Linked DNA regions of Rattus norvegicus: region 1 is linked to region 2. The links are chromatin contacts, called in public Hi-C maps. All regions are on one chromosome and are shown on one strand. The core of a region is the stretch at or near the end of the contact, and the rest is flanking DNA. Distances in the headings are between cores, read along the strand shown. Region 1 overlaps LOC134486357 (a long non-coding RNA gene). Region 2 overlaps Arhgap15 (Rho GTPase activating protein 15).

Region 1 (6,386 bases), core at 1,960-4,459, 240 kb before region 2:
AGGTCTATTTTCTCTCATCCCCAGTAGATAACTAAGGAACAGCATCCTGAATTGTATTTCCTCAGGAAGAGAAAGAACGGAGGAGTAACTTAAAAAGAAGCAACTTCTGATATGGTATTACACTCTAATTCATAGGGAAATTTATGCCTGAGATATGAATTTCTGAAAATAGAGGTTATTTTTTTTAGAGGAAAACACTGACACATCCTTAATTATAGAGTAATAAATACCAATGGCGTATTATCTTCTGATATTTCCTTACACAGATATCAAAGCATGCAGCTGGTTTTGAGAACTGATAATCAAGTACAATGTAACTCTATTACATCTTGTTCTTATAGCCCACCCTCCGTACACCACTGAAGGACTGAGAAGTGAGAAGCAGAGCCGGTCCTAGCAAAAGCCTAACTGAACAAATTAGCTTTGAATTGAACTTAAGAATTGCAGTCAAACCAAAATGCCTGTCCTTGCCAGGAAAGACATTCCAAAGAACATGCCAAGAAAAGGCTGTTGCTTCAGGATTATGGAGCAGTTCTGAAAAAACCCAAAGAACTTAGTGATCAATCAAGGGAATGCAGAGCAGTAACTAAATAGCCGGAGGATGTCTAAAACTTACAAAGCACTAATAGTGGAGCGGAGACATAGGACAAGAATTTACCAGAAAGGACTAAGCTCCTAGCTCCATTCTTTTTGCCTTCAATCCAGGCAGCAGAGAGAAAGAATCCCGGTCAAAGAAAAGTATGTGGACAAATGTGGGGGGTAGGAGAGGAAATGAAGGTTAAACAAGGCCAATATGATTCAGAATAGAAGGGAGGGTTGGAAGCGTAAGGAGCCAGCTGCAATTACTAACGTTACATTAAAAAGGGCTGAAATTGAGAGGGGGAGTTCTGGGTATTTTACTAAGTGGATTAATGTCTCTTCCTTGAGTGTCTGAAGTTGCTGATTTTAATTTATTTGGTGCAGGGATTTATTGTGAAATTCTTCAGGGGAGGAGGGGGTAAATATGGACAGTTATAAACACTTAAAACTAGGAAAGAAAACTGAGTTTGAAGCCATGCACAAAGTTGAGTATTAAAAAAAAAAATGAGAACTTAAAGAGAAATAAGAAGTCCATTCAAAACAGAAACAGAAATCCTCTCGATGTGTGAAGCTGGATTCCGAGTGACTTAAGAGCCGGTTTTATTGCCGTTCTCCTTTCTCCACCCATTAAACAATGAAGAAATCTTTACTCTGGCATCTAGAAACCTATTCGTGAGCATCATTTGTTAATATAAACTGAAGCCTGCCCCACTCATCAGTGGGTGGTAAGAATTAGCAACTCGTCTAAATCAAGGGCAATGGGACGATGCACACAAGGGAGAGCTGTAAAAACGCAGTCTCCCAATGTGCTTTTACCTTGCTTTTCTGAGAAATAAAGCCTGAATGTGCAGAGGGTGTGGCTAGCTTTGCAGCAATGGATGCTAGAGAGGTTCTGTAGCATTCACCTAAAGCTTCGTCCGAAAGTAGGGAAGGGACAAAATCTTGTGTGATCTGTTAATCTCCTAGACTGTTTGTGGAAAGTGAAAAAGATGTCTCTCTGACTTCAACTGTCCAACTGCAGGACTGTCTTCTGGCTGCAGCCAGTCCACATACATCTTGGTTCAGGCATTTGCCTGCCCAATAATGTCAGGATCATTTAAATTGAAATGATGCATCAGAAGGTATTTAAGAGTCACTGATATGCAGCTCTTAATCTTGAATGCAAATGGTATGATTTGGGGTGTGGGCAAATCACTTAACTGGAGCCACATGAAAAACCATTTGGAATTTTTTTTTCCTAAAGTACTGTAGGGAAAAAAAATAGTGTTGTTGGAGGAAAATACAGTTGAAAAGAGAGCTACTCCTGTGAGGGGGAGAGGTTGGTAAAATGACTAAGGGTTGTGTGGCCTTATTGCCTTCGGTGTAGCTGGTGATGTGCGGGCAGACCAACCCCTGTGCTTCTGAACTGATACAGCAGTGCCAGAAAATCCAAAAGGGAACCCAGGTTGGTGGTATGATTTCAGAGGTCATTTAGCCTTTTTTAGTGTATTTTCCGATTGGCAGTCAGGAAGAAGGACTAGAGGTTTGTAATGACGCTGAGCCAGGGAGTCTTGCACAAGTACCTTCTTTGCAGAACTCAGGACATAGCTGAGTGACCTCTATCTTAAAGCCCAGGGGCAGGGTGGAGATCGTTTGGGGGATCGTGACTAATTAAAAGGAAAAGAAGCAAGAGTATCCTTTTTCCAGTTGATCCAGAGAGGCACAGAGAACTGTTGTGCTTACTGCTGCTTTCCCTAGATTTCATTCTGTTGGCTTTGCCCCTATATTTCTAGTAGGCGGTACCAAGCCAATAAAATGGAAGCTACGGAACTGCAAAATAAAATCTGGGGTGTGTGTGTGTGTGTGTGTGTGTGTGTGTGTGTGTGTGTGTGTGTGTGTTGTAAAGATATTACTGAAGATAAATTGCAACACTTTAAGCACCAAATTTTAGAACTTAAAAATGTATGAATAATGAAGTTTTAAAGCAGCAGAACATGCTGGAGCAGAGTATTTATAGTCTTTTTCTGTAAGAGGTTCCTCAGACCTCTGGGTGCATCAGCAAACTGTCCTCCTACACCACCGAATGTGCAGCTGCGATGTGGCCCCAGGCACCACCTACCCATAGTCACTACCTCATGCATTTTACATTGCACACATTATAAATGGGGACCACCCCCCTTCGTGTTCTGTTTCTTTTTGTCGCGGCCAGCAGCTGACACGTGGAAAATGTAGCGTACGGTTTTGTGTGACTTTTATCTGTAATTAAGGATCCCTTGTCTGGGGCTTGCCACCTCGGTCTTCCCTCCCGCCCAGCACCAATTCTCTACCCTCGGTGGGGTCTGACCCTTGCTGCAGTCTGGGACTTTCCTGGCCGCGTCGCGGGATGCCCGGCCAGAGAGTACTGATGGAGCACTGCCGCGGTCCTCTGTGCTGTACGGGCCTGGGGTCGCTGGTAGCAGAGCATCCCCGAGGATCAGATGGCTTCTGCCCTTGACAGCTCGCTCAGCTCGGCGCAAAAGGACTAGGGCAAGCGTCGCCTTGGCGCTCAAAGGCAGGACACCGAAGAGTTTCCTCGCGCCCTCGCAAGCGCAGGGCCGGGCGCCGCAGCCTCTGGAGCCCGCGGAGTCGCGAGTCCAGGGTACCCCGCGTTACGCCGACTCCGGCTTCAGCATCCCTGCCTGCTCACCGGCACTGCGCTGGGGACCGGGTTCTGAGGTGGCTACGCTCAGCCCTTGGCGCGTGAACAGAAGATGCACGGGGCAGACAAGAACTGCTGCTTCTTACGCGCACACGCGCGCGCGCGCGAACACACACACACACACACACACACACACACACACACACACACACACACACACACACAGGCACAGTTGTTTTAAGTTTGGCCAATGCAAACCCCAGTAGAGATGTGCAATGGGCACCGGGACTACAGCAAAGATCACGGGCTATAGGATTTCAAACACTCCTCTCCACGCTGGCCTTGACAGACTCTGATTTAAATCACATGCCCAGAACGAATGTTGTTGGGTTGATTTTCTGGTTGTTGATTTTTTTTCTCCCATGTAGACCATTCCTATACCAGAGATTATAAACTGTTTCCCTGCCTAACCACGCGGGTTGTTTATAGGAGGGTAGGGGCACGGAGTATTTAAAGCGATTCTTTTGGGCAGAAAGTCTTTAGAAGCAGCTCGTCAATTTGTCTTTCACTTGCTCTAAGTTTGGGAGAGGTGGGAAAATTGTTTTGTATTTTCAAACTTCTAATTGCTTAAAAAGCATTTCCACACAAGTGCCTCATATTATTACCTATTCAAGTGTGTACGTGTAAAGAAAGAAACACGTGTGAAGGAAAAAAGGGTTCCCATTCCCCGGTACCAACAGTGGCCTTTCCCTTCCTATCCCATGTAGCATTAATTACATCGTATATAGTTGAAGTCTATGTTAGCCTCCCTCTTTTTCACCAAAAAATAGGTTGCATGCAAAAGTGAAGTTCAGCTGGACCCCAAAGGTTACCCAGTTAACCCAGAGTGCTGGTGACGTTCTCTGACATCACGAAACGTTTTCCTCCAGAGGATTTGAAATACTCCTCGAATTGTAGATGCAAGATCTGAGTAGATTGTCCAAACGTGAGGAAAATCCATATTCCATCCCTACACACAAAAGAGTCCGAAAGAGGGTGGCCTATCAGAGCCTATCCCAGGAGAGCTGCCCGAGAATGTGGTGAGTATACTTAGAGGGGACAATAAAGAGAGAGCAATGATGGGGCTTTCGGGATCCAAAAGGGACTGAAGGAGCTGGTTCCTTACTGATGCCTCACAGCAAACTTTGCAAAGCTCAGAATAGTGTTTGGAAAGGAAGCACCTTCTATTTTGTACAGAACAACAGACATGTTGCCCTTCCAAACGGGAGAAAGGGTTAAAACTATTATTTAGAAAAACATCTCTGGGAATGAAATTGAGATCTGATACATTCCCTTTTCTCTCTGACCACAATGTCACCAGAGAAAAGTGTGAAGTGTGTGTGTGTGTGTGTGTGTGTGTGTGTTTAAAACTGAAAGACACTTTCACTACTATGAAAGCTGTCAAGCCAATGAAGGGGAACTTCTTTTAACTCCATAATAGCAGGTTACATAGTAAATGAACACTGATGGTCAAATAGCCAATTATGGAATAAATATCCGTTGTTTACAGAGAGGTGTTAAATGAGCCTTTGGAGTGCTAAGGATTAGGCCTGCTAAGCTACAATTTGTTCTTCAACCCATTATGCCTTCCCTTCACCAGGCCAGTGCCACTGTAGGTGGTAAGCACGCAGAGCCTGTTTCTCTGTTGATTTTAGTTTGCTTTATTTCCATGCACACTGTTGTTTTCTTTTTAAAATTTAAATAAATGTCAGCATTGTATAATTTCTATGTTAACAAAGCAGTGAGCAAAATCCCTTGTATGTTTATAAAATATTATTGTTTAATTCACATAGTTTAGAAATTCCAAATGTTGAGAATAGGAAGGAGGCCAAATACCATCTGTTTATAACTTTGATGCATCGTAATATGTGTACTTTTAAAAGGAGTTTGGTCAATCATGCCACTATTTTATCTGCTCGGAATATGTTGAAGATTTAAAATGTAATTTACAGGATTACTTTGAGTATGTTACATCCAACTGTGAGTTGTAAAGAAATCACTGTCTTCTGTTTCCCTCAAATTAATCATGGAACAGCCTCCAATTAATGGGGCTGTTAAACGGGGCTCTTTTGCTTAGCTGCAGAATTATTCTAACTTTGGCTCAGTCCACATTCTTTATGCTGATAAAAAACCCCAAGGACAAATGAAACAAAAAGCTCCTGGCTGTGTCTTTCTGCCAGGAGATAGTCACTTAGAATGGGAGGCAGGGAGTGGTAGCTAATAATTAGCTAACATCAGCCCTGAGAAGTCACCTGTGAAACACCCTTTGGTAGTCAGTTGAAAAACAGCATTTGACACTGCCTGTTTTAAAGTAGCATTTTCCTGTCTATGAAACTTCTATTTAACGTACCTTTTATTTCAAATGTATCTAATTACATACTCTGTAACAAAGGAGTACACTTTCTTAGATTATAAGATCAAGGGTTCTTTTGGTTGGTTGGTTTCTTTGTTTTGGTTTTGTTTTTGTAAGTTACAAGCTCAACTTGTTTTAGTTAAGAACTCTGTGCAAACTTGAGAGATGAGAGAACCTGGTAGCCTTCTGCTACAGGCAGCACTAGTTTTGACGTTCAAAGGTGATTATAGGGCCTCACACCAAGCGTCTCCCCTATGCTGCCCCAACAGCACCGCCACCACCAAGGGAGAATCAAAGATGGAGACAGCTGTCTTGAAGAGGTTTTGAGGAATGCGATTTTTTTTAAAAACGCCCTTAGTGGATGATAGTGGCTTGTTTGGTTTTCACAGTAAGGGGCTGAGTCTTGATGCGTTCAGCCTGTGCAGAGGCTTGACAGCGAGCTCCCATCAACTCGGCACATTCCGGATGCTTTACTTCTCTCTGAGAGTTCAGTGCTGTAAAGCCCTGTCTTTGTGCTCTTCAATAGTATCTGCTCTCTCAAACACTTGAGTTTCAGCAGCTTAATTGAAAATTATGCCAACATAGATTACCTAGCAAGAACAGTGAGAATACTTTACCTGAGAAAACAAACCGACATATATATATATATATATATATATATATATATATATATATATATATATATATATCTACATACACACACACACTATGTTTCCCACTTAAACTTCACATGCTAATTTTTTTCTTTCATGTTACATGGATCTATCTCTATGTTTTAGAAAGAAGATGAGGCTCCTC
Region 2 (5,940 bases), core at 1,614-4,113:
TTGTTTGCTAAGTCATTAGAGGGGTATTCTCATCTATGCAAGATGAATAATATCACATCTTTCTTGAAAGTGACTTGAAACTTACTTGCCCACTGAAGGGTTTGAATTTACACCTCAAGAATAGAGACCTTACAGGGAAAACTAAGTATCTACTGAGTTTGGATCCCAAACCCAGGAAAACATTTGCCTTATTGCACTTCTGCTTCTGTTTTGCTCAACAGGAATGCTCAACAGTTTCTGCAACACCATTGAGAGGAAGGGGCTGGAGATGGGCAGCCACTTTTCAAAACAATGACGGGTGCTGTTCATCCTGGAGTTTAGTAACAAAGTTCTACTGAGGCATTGTGCTGGAAGGAGACTGTGTCTGTTTCTTCTTCCTCTGGTAAAACAAAACTGTTACAGACATGTTGACATCTGTTGCTAAGAATCCACAGTAAGCATGTGTTCCTGTAACAATTGTTTTGAAGAAATGTAGCGAAAAAGTAGTTAAAGTAATGAAGAAGGGAAGATGAAGAAACAGTAGGCATTATGTGGAATTTTGTATATCATTGATTTTATAATTATGAATGTGTATCCCCAACACAAATGTAGTATGGATGGGTCAGAAGGAAATAGCTCTAAATCACCATAAAATTGGGAGTCATTTTCATAGTCTCTGTGTTTTAAGTAGATTTTAAGTTAATTTTAATTGCTATTTAAGATCTGTAAAAAAAATTCAATTTAAGATGAGTTTGTACAATAGTTTAGGTATGATATAATTATAACTCACCTAAACATGTAAGTTGAAAGCTTCGTAAGAAATATACACAAGTATTAGTTGAATAAATAATATGTATTTTTAAATTTTTGATGTATTTTCCTATTTTTATGGCAGTATGGGTTTATGACAATAAAATTAAGGCTTGGTGTTTACAATATGAGAATCTTTTGTTTAGTTGATTTTGCAAAAATAACTAAGCTCCTTACATAGGTCAGACCATTTTTGGAAAACTCACATGCCTTTTTTTCTATGACATTCCTTTAGGAGTTGGTGGTGCTGTTGACCTTTTGGTAATTGTGTTCCAGAACTGAGTAGAACGTGTTTGTACTAGCCATTTTTTTTCCTCCTGGTTGAATATATTGGGTGGAGAGGCTTTTGTTGAGCAAGTGCAGGAAACCCAGAGGACTGTATGTTTGCAATCCGAAGGAGCAGAGACCCTGCACTGTGTCGTGGAACATGTGTTCTGGTTTTGTATTCTAATTTCTAGCTCCTCCCCCATCATCTCAGTTCTTAGGGTGCTCTACTGTCTTCTAGGCTGCACCTTAGAATAGTGCAACATGGACTCCCTACGCCATGTGCGTACAATACCACTGCACTGCACAGAGGCGAAGCTGTTGATAGACTGCCAGGCTGGAAAAAATAGGCAGCTGCTTTCTTGTTTGCAAGCACAGAATTCACCACCGTTCAGCCTTGATTTCTCTTCTCTTTGGAAAACATACCTATTAAGGCTCTTTTTTCCTTGTAAAATTAAAAAGGAGGCAGTTATTCAGCTACTGTACATACTTAAACCTCAATTTGCCTCAGTTTTCAGAACACGATAGATATTCGTTGACCAAATCAGCCAGGTAATTAATTGATTTCGTTGTTTAGCGGATCTCACACACAGCCATGATCAGAGAGATGCTTTAGTAACCAGTAGCCAGCTCTTCTGTACACTAAGCAGAAATACAAGGATCCGAAAGTCAAACCTTAGAATGTAGAGGTTGTTGGATAGGCAATAAATATTTGATTAAATGTTGGTCAAAATTGATGTTTATTTTGCACGGGGCACAAGTCTACTGGGCTAGGGCCCCGCTATAGCTGAAATACTTAAGGGTGCCCCCTGTTGGTTAGCCATAGAAATACACTCTGAGCCTTCAACGGCCATGTGGCTAAAAGTGATTTGGAGCAGAAGCAACATAAGCTCCCATATTTGATTAACGTAAGTTCCTAAGAACTTTTCTGTTTTTCGAAAATAGCTTAAAAATTTCTGTGCTAAAGGGTATAAAAGACAAGACCAATTTCCAACAAATGGCTCTAAATGGAAGCAATTCGGAAATGTTCTAAGCAGAAGTAAACCAAGTAGTAAGTTAGTGCATATGACAATGGGATATTTTAAAGACAGCAAAGTGATCAATTCTGTGACATTTCGCAAAGCCTCTTCTCCTAAAACCAATTTTTGGCTGAATTAAGAAAGAAAATAAAATTATGTTGTTGTTGTCTTTTTAAGATAATCCAGTCACAGCCCTCTTCCCTGCTAGATATATTCCAGGACTTCAGGAAAAAAAATGGTAAAGGGATGCAAATGTTTTCCCTTTCCAGCAACATATTTTTCAGAAAAAGTAAACAGTGGTTCCTCAGGGAGATTCAAACGTGAAGACTGTTTATTCCATCATTTGAATAGGACGAGACCTGGCCTTTGACTTGAACCACTACCAAATTTCAGACTGTGAGGAAATTGTTCTACATTTCCTGACAAATTGAGTTAAGCAGACATTAAGTGGGCTTTAAGAAAACAAATGGCCATCTTTATCACAGGTGGACACTGATGGCTTAATGGGGCCTGGGCTGATTGTATCACTTCTAATGGCTTGCCGGGAAGCATTAGGGTTTTTGCATAAAGAACTGGCATTGCGAAGCAGGCTAACACAGACCTGTCAAGCGCTCTGTATCCCTTTGTGCACGGAAGCAGATGTTTGTATGTATACTATGAACTGGCATTAGAGCAAGCGACAGATGCCTGTCTGAATGCCAGGTCTGTGAATCTTTACAGCAGGAGCATGTTCTGAGGAGGTGCAGCCCTGCCCTCCGTCATAGGTAATTCCCAGCGGGACTTGCTAAATCCCGGCTCCGTTTTCATTATTTGGCTTTCCCAGCAACTGGATGAATGTGTCTATCCTGAAAATGCAAGACGAGAGCCCTCCCGAATTCTTGCAGATTTGCAAATAGCTCAGCTGTGTTTTGAACTTGCACTTTGCAGGCAGAGCTTTTGCGCTGCAATCGCAAACCGACTTACTCAGAGGAGCGGGTGGCATTACAGCTCTCTAATTAAAACTTACTTCAGTGTTTCTCTGCCAGGCTCCCCCCCCCAACCCCCCCCCCCCCGAATCTCGCTAGATTCCCACCCCAGCTCTCAAGGAAATGCGATTTGAGTTCAGAGGTTTTCCTAGTCCGTAACGTTCAAAACTTGCACTCTGGTTGTCTGTCAACAATAGAAACAGGTAGCATGCCGTCCGTTAAACAAACACAGTGCCCCCTCACTTTTATTTGACATTTTATTTGGCTGTGACAAATGAGCAGCAGTTGGATTATAACATAATTTGTCTTGTCTTTATTACCAGCACAAAGGACACCATTCATTAATTATTCTGCCGTTGCAGCTTAACACGGACTGGAAAGGTCCCTCTTCGGACAGATGGCGGGGACGATGTTATTTATATCAATCAGCCAAAATCCTCAACAAGGATTACTGTTCCTGAGACTACAATGATTTATTTCTTTTTACCTCACCCTCCCTCAACCCCTTCTGCTTTCAGAAATTTCTCTATAAAAACGAAATTTGATGGGAATCTTAAAGCAAAGCCATATTTAACCTGTTAGTTTGCAAAACAACATGCATGCTACATCAGTTTAACTGCGTGACATTAGCTGCATATTTTTAAAACTGCTTGGGGTTTTTGATCTTTCATTCCACAGTAAAAGATTAAGGGAAGGTCTCAGGGCAGCAAGTTCAGAAGTTTGCCTCTTGTGTGACACTGTATTGCAGTGGCCCACGGGACCCTGCAACCCTAATAAGGATATTGAGCTGTCAAGACATTTCTTTTTTTTTTGTCTTTGTTGAGATGAGATGATCCATCCCATTTCTGCCCATCCAGACTGTGCAGACTTGCTATAAGATCAGCTGAGGTTTTTTGGCTAATATAAAAATAATAACTAAAACAAGCAAAAAGACAGAAACACTGTTATCCTGTTTGAACTGGGGTCAAGCTGAAGAAAGGGAAGTGTAGCCTTTGATCTCTCTTCAGTGGATACCTTTGTTTATCACCCAGAGGTGGTAGCTGAGGAGGGAGGGGGTGGTTTACCTTGCTTGTTTGGGGTGGATAACGATTCTAGCAAATTCAATCGAGTATTCATAAAACACCGGACTGAGTACAGAGGCGTGGCATTTCTCTACCTCTTTTCCCATAGTGTTTCTGAGATGCCAGTGCTTCTGAAAAATATTTTGAGAGGTGCACGTGCAAAAGAGCATAAGAATCCTGGAAGCTGACCCATGGAAAGTTCTTTTCAAAGTTCTTGATGAATATAATAAAGAAAATAATGCAAAAAAGTTTTTTTTTGCCTTCAGAAATTATTGGTATAACCTTGCTCTCCGGATTAGTTTGCAAATATTAAAAGTCCCATCAAGACGAATATTAGCAACATGCAAATACCCTTGCAGGTTGTGATTAAGATTTTAAATGTATCCTTTTGCTTTTAGTTAATGAAAAACAAAGTCTTAGAGGATCTAAGTTGTAATTTATTAAACATGAAAGGCTCCTTGATGAAATATAGAAATGAGATATATTTTGCATTTCAAAGATTTAAGCTGACAACTTACTTGCATGCAAATAAGAGCAAGATTTGTAAAAATATTTGAAAAGAAATTATTCCTGAATGTACTTATTACAATAATGTGGCATGCAGATAAGAGAAACACACAGCATTAAAAGACATTCATTTCTCCAAAGTCTCAAAATTAGCTTCTTCCTGCCATTGTGTATTAATGTTCTTCTTCAGGAATGCAGCATATTAAAGAACTGAACAGAATTAGTAATAAATTTGTTAATTACAAATTTAAGCAACACAACTGTGTTGTTTTCCCAATATGTTTTTTTTCCAAAAGCAGAATTGCTAATGCATTTTAATCATTTATGTATAAACATTTGAGGATAAAATATTCTGAAGTTTATCAATTTCAAGAGCTGTTTATTTGCTAGCAAAATAGGCCATGTTCTAACAACATATATCTTATCATTTCTGCTCATCAAATCCCCATTTGCTGAATGCAAATTTCCCTGGTCTAAGTGCTCTTGCACCTCAATTTAAATGAATAATAGGATTGACTCTATTAAAATCAGTTTAAGGGTTGCCATGGGTGACATATCGGTAGGGTTAAAATGAGAAACAGAGGTCATGGAATCAGTCCTTCCAACCTGTTTTTTTTTTATCATAACGAAGCATATGTAAAACTAGACGAAGGCTTAAATAACAATATGTCACTTAGGCGGTACTTACTCTGTAGGTCTTCTTAAAAAAAATCTTAAAAAAAAATCACAGAGTATTTCCAATAAAATAAACGTAAGAAATTACGGTGCCATCCACAAACCCGGGAGTGGATTCAGTTGCCGTTGCATTGAAAGTGAAGAAATAAGTTTTTATATTGTTATCCAGCACTGGCAGGTTATAGATTTATGGAAATACTAGAACGGCCCCCAGAAGTAGCTACTATTACAGCAATGTCCCCTTACAAAGATCCAGCAAGGTGCTATTACCAAGCTGACGCAGCATATCGGGAGGACATTCAACCCTTCACTTGAGAAAGTCTTGCGCCCCTCCCCAACCGATGAGCTTTAAGGAATTATTTACAGAGTGATCAGCAAATACCACAATACCAGGACAGAGCTGGGTAGGAGGTGATGGTTGCATGTGGATTACTCGAGTTCAGGAGAGAGAATGAGTGTCTGGGTATGCTGGGATATATAAATCTATAAGTACATGCATATATTCACATACACGTGTAGGTTCACATGCATGCTTATAAGCATGTTCGTGGATATATGTGATTGTGGTTTTGACTCTTGATATTCATAAAGTCAATCCCATTTCTTAGACTTACAGTCACATTCTTAATGCTGATTTTATATTATTTATGATTCTCATTT

The links. Hi-C and Micro-C count contacts between places; a contact is called where the count stands out from the background.
Region 1: a contact with region 2 is called in a Hi-C map of frontal cortex, with 1.7 times the contacts expected there. The contact joins two enhancer-like sites. A contact is called at or near these places in 2 of 12 Hi-C or Micro-C datasets (Schwann cells and frontal cortex).

What each region holds. Positions count from the first base shown.
Region 1 is chr3:49,165,839-49,172,224 of GRCr8, reverse strand. The region is part of intron 1 of LOC134486357 (a long non-coding RNA gene); the gene reads right to left. Among named protein-coding and RNA genes, the nearest start is that of Gtdc1, 400 kb to the left of the region's middle. Within about 2 kb of position 3,209, at least 45 of the 93 cell types and tissues checked have an H3K27ac peak or open chromatin away from gene starts, as enhancers often do.
Region 2 is chr3:48,922,589-48,928,528 of GRCr8, reverse strand. All of the region lies in intron 12 of Arhgap15 (Rho GTPase activating protein 15), which reads right to left. Among named protein-coding and RNA genes, the nearest start is that of Arhgap15, 530 kb to the right of the region's middle. Within about 2 kb of position 2,863, at least 27 of the 93 cell types and tissues checked have an H3K27ac peak or open chromatin away from gene starts, as enhancers often do.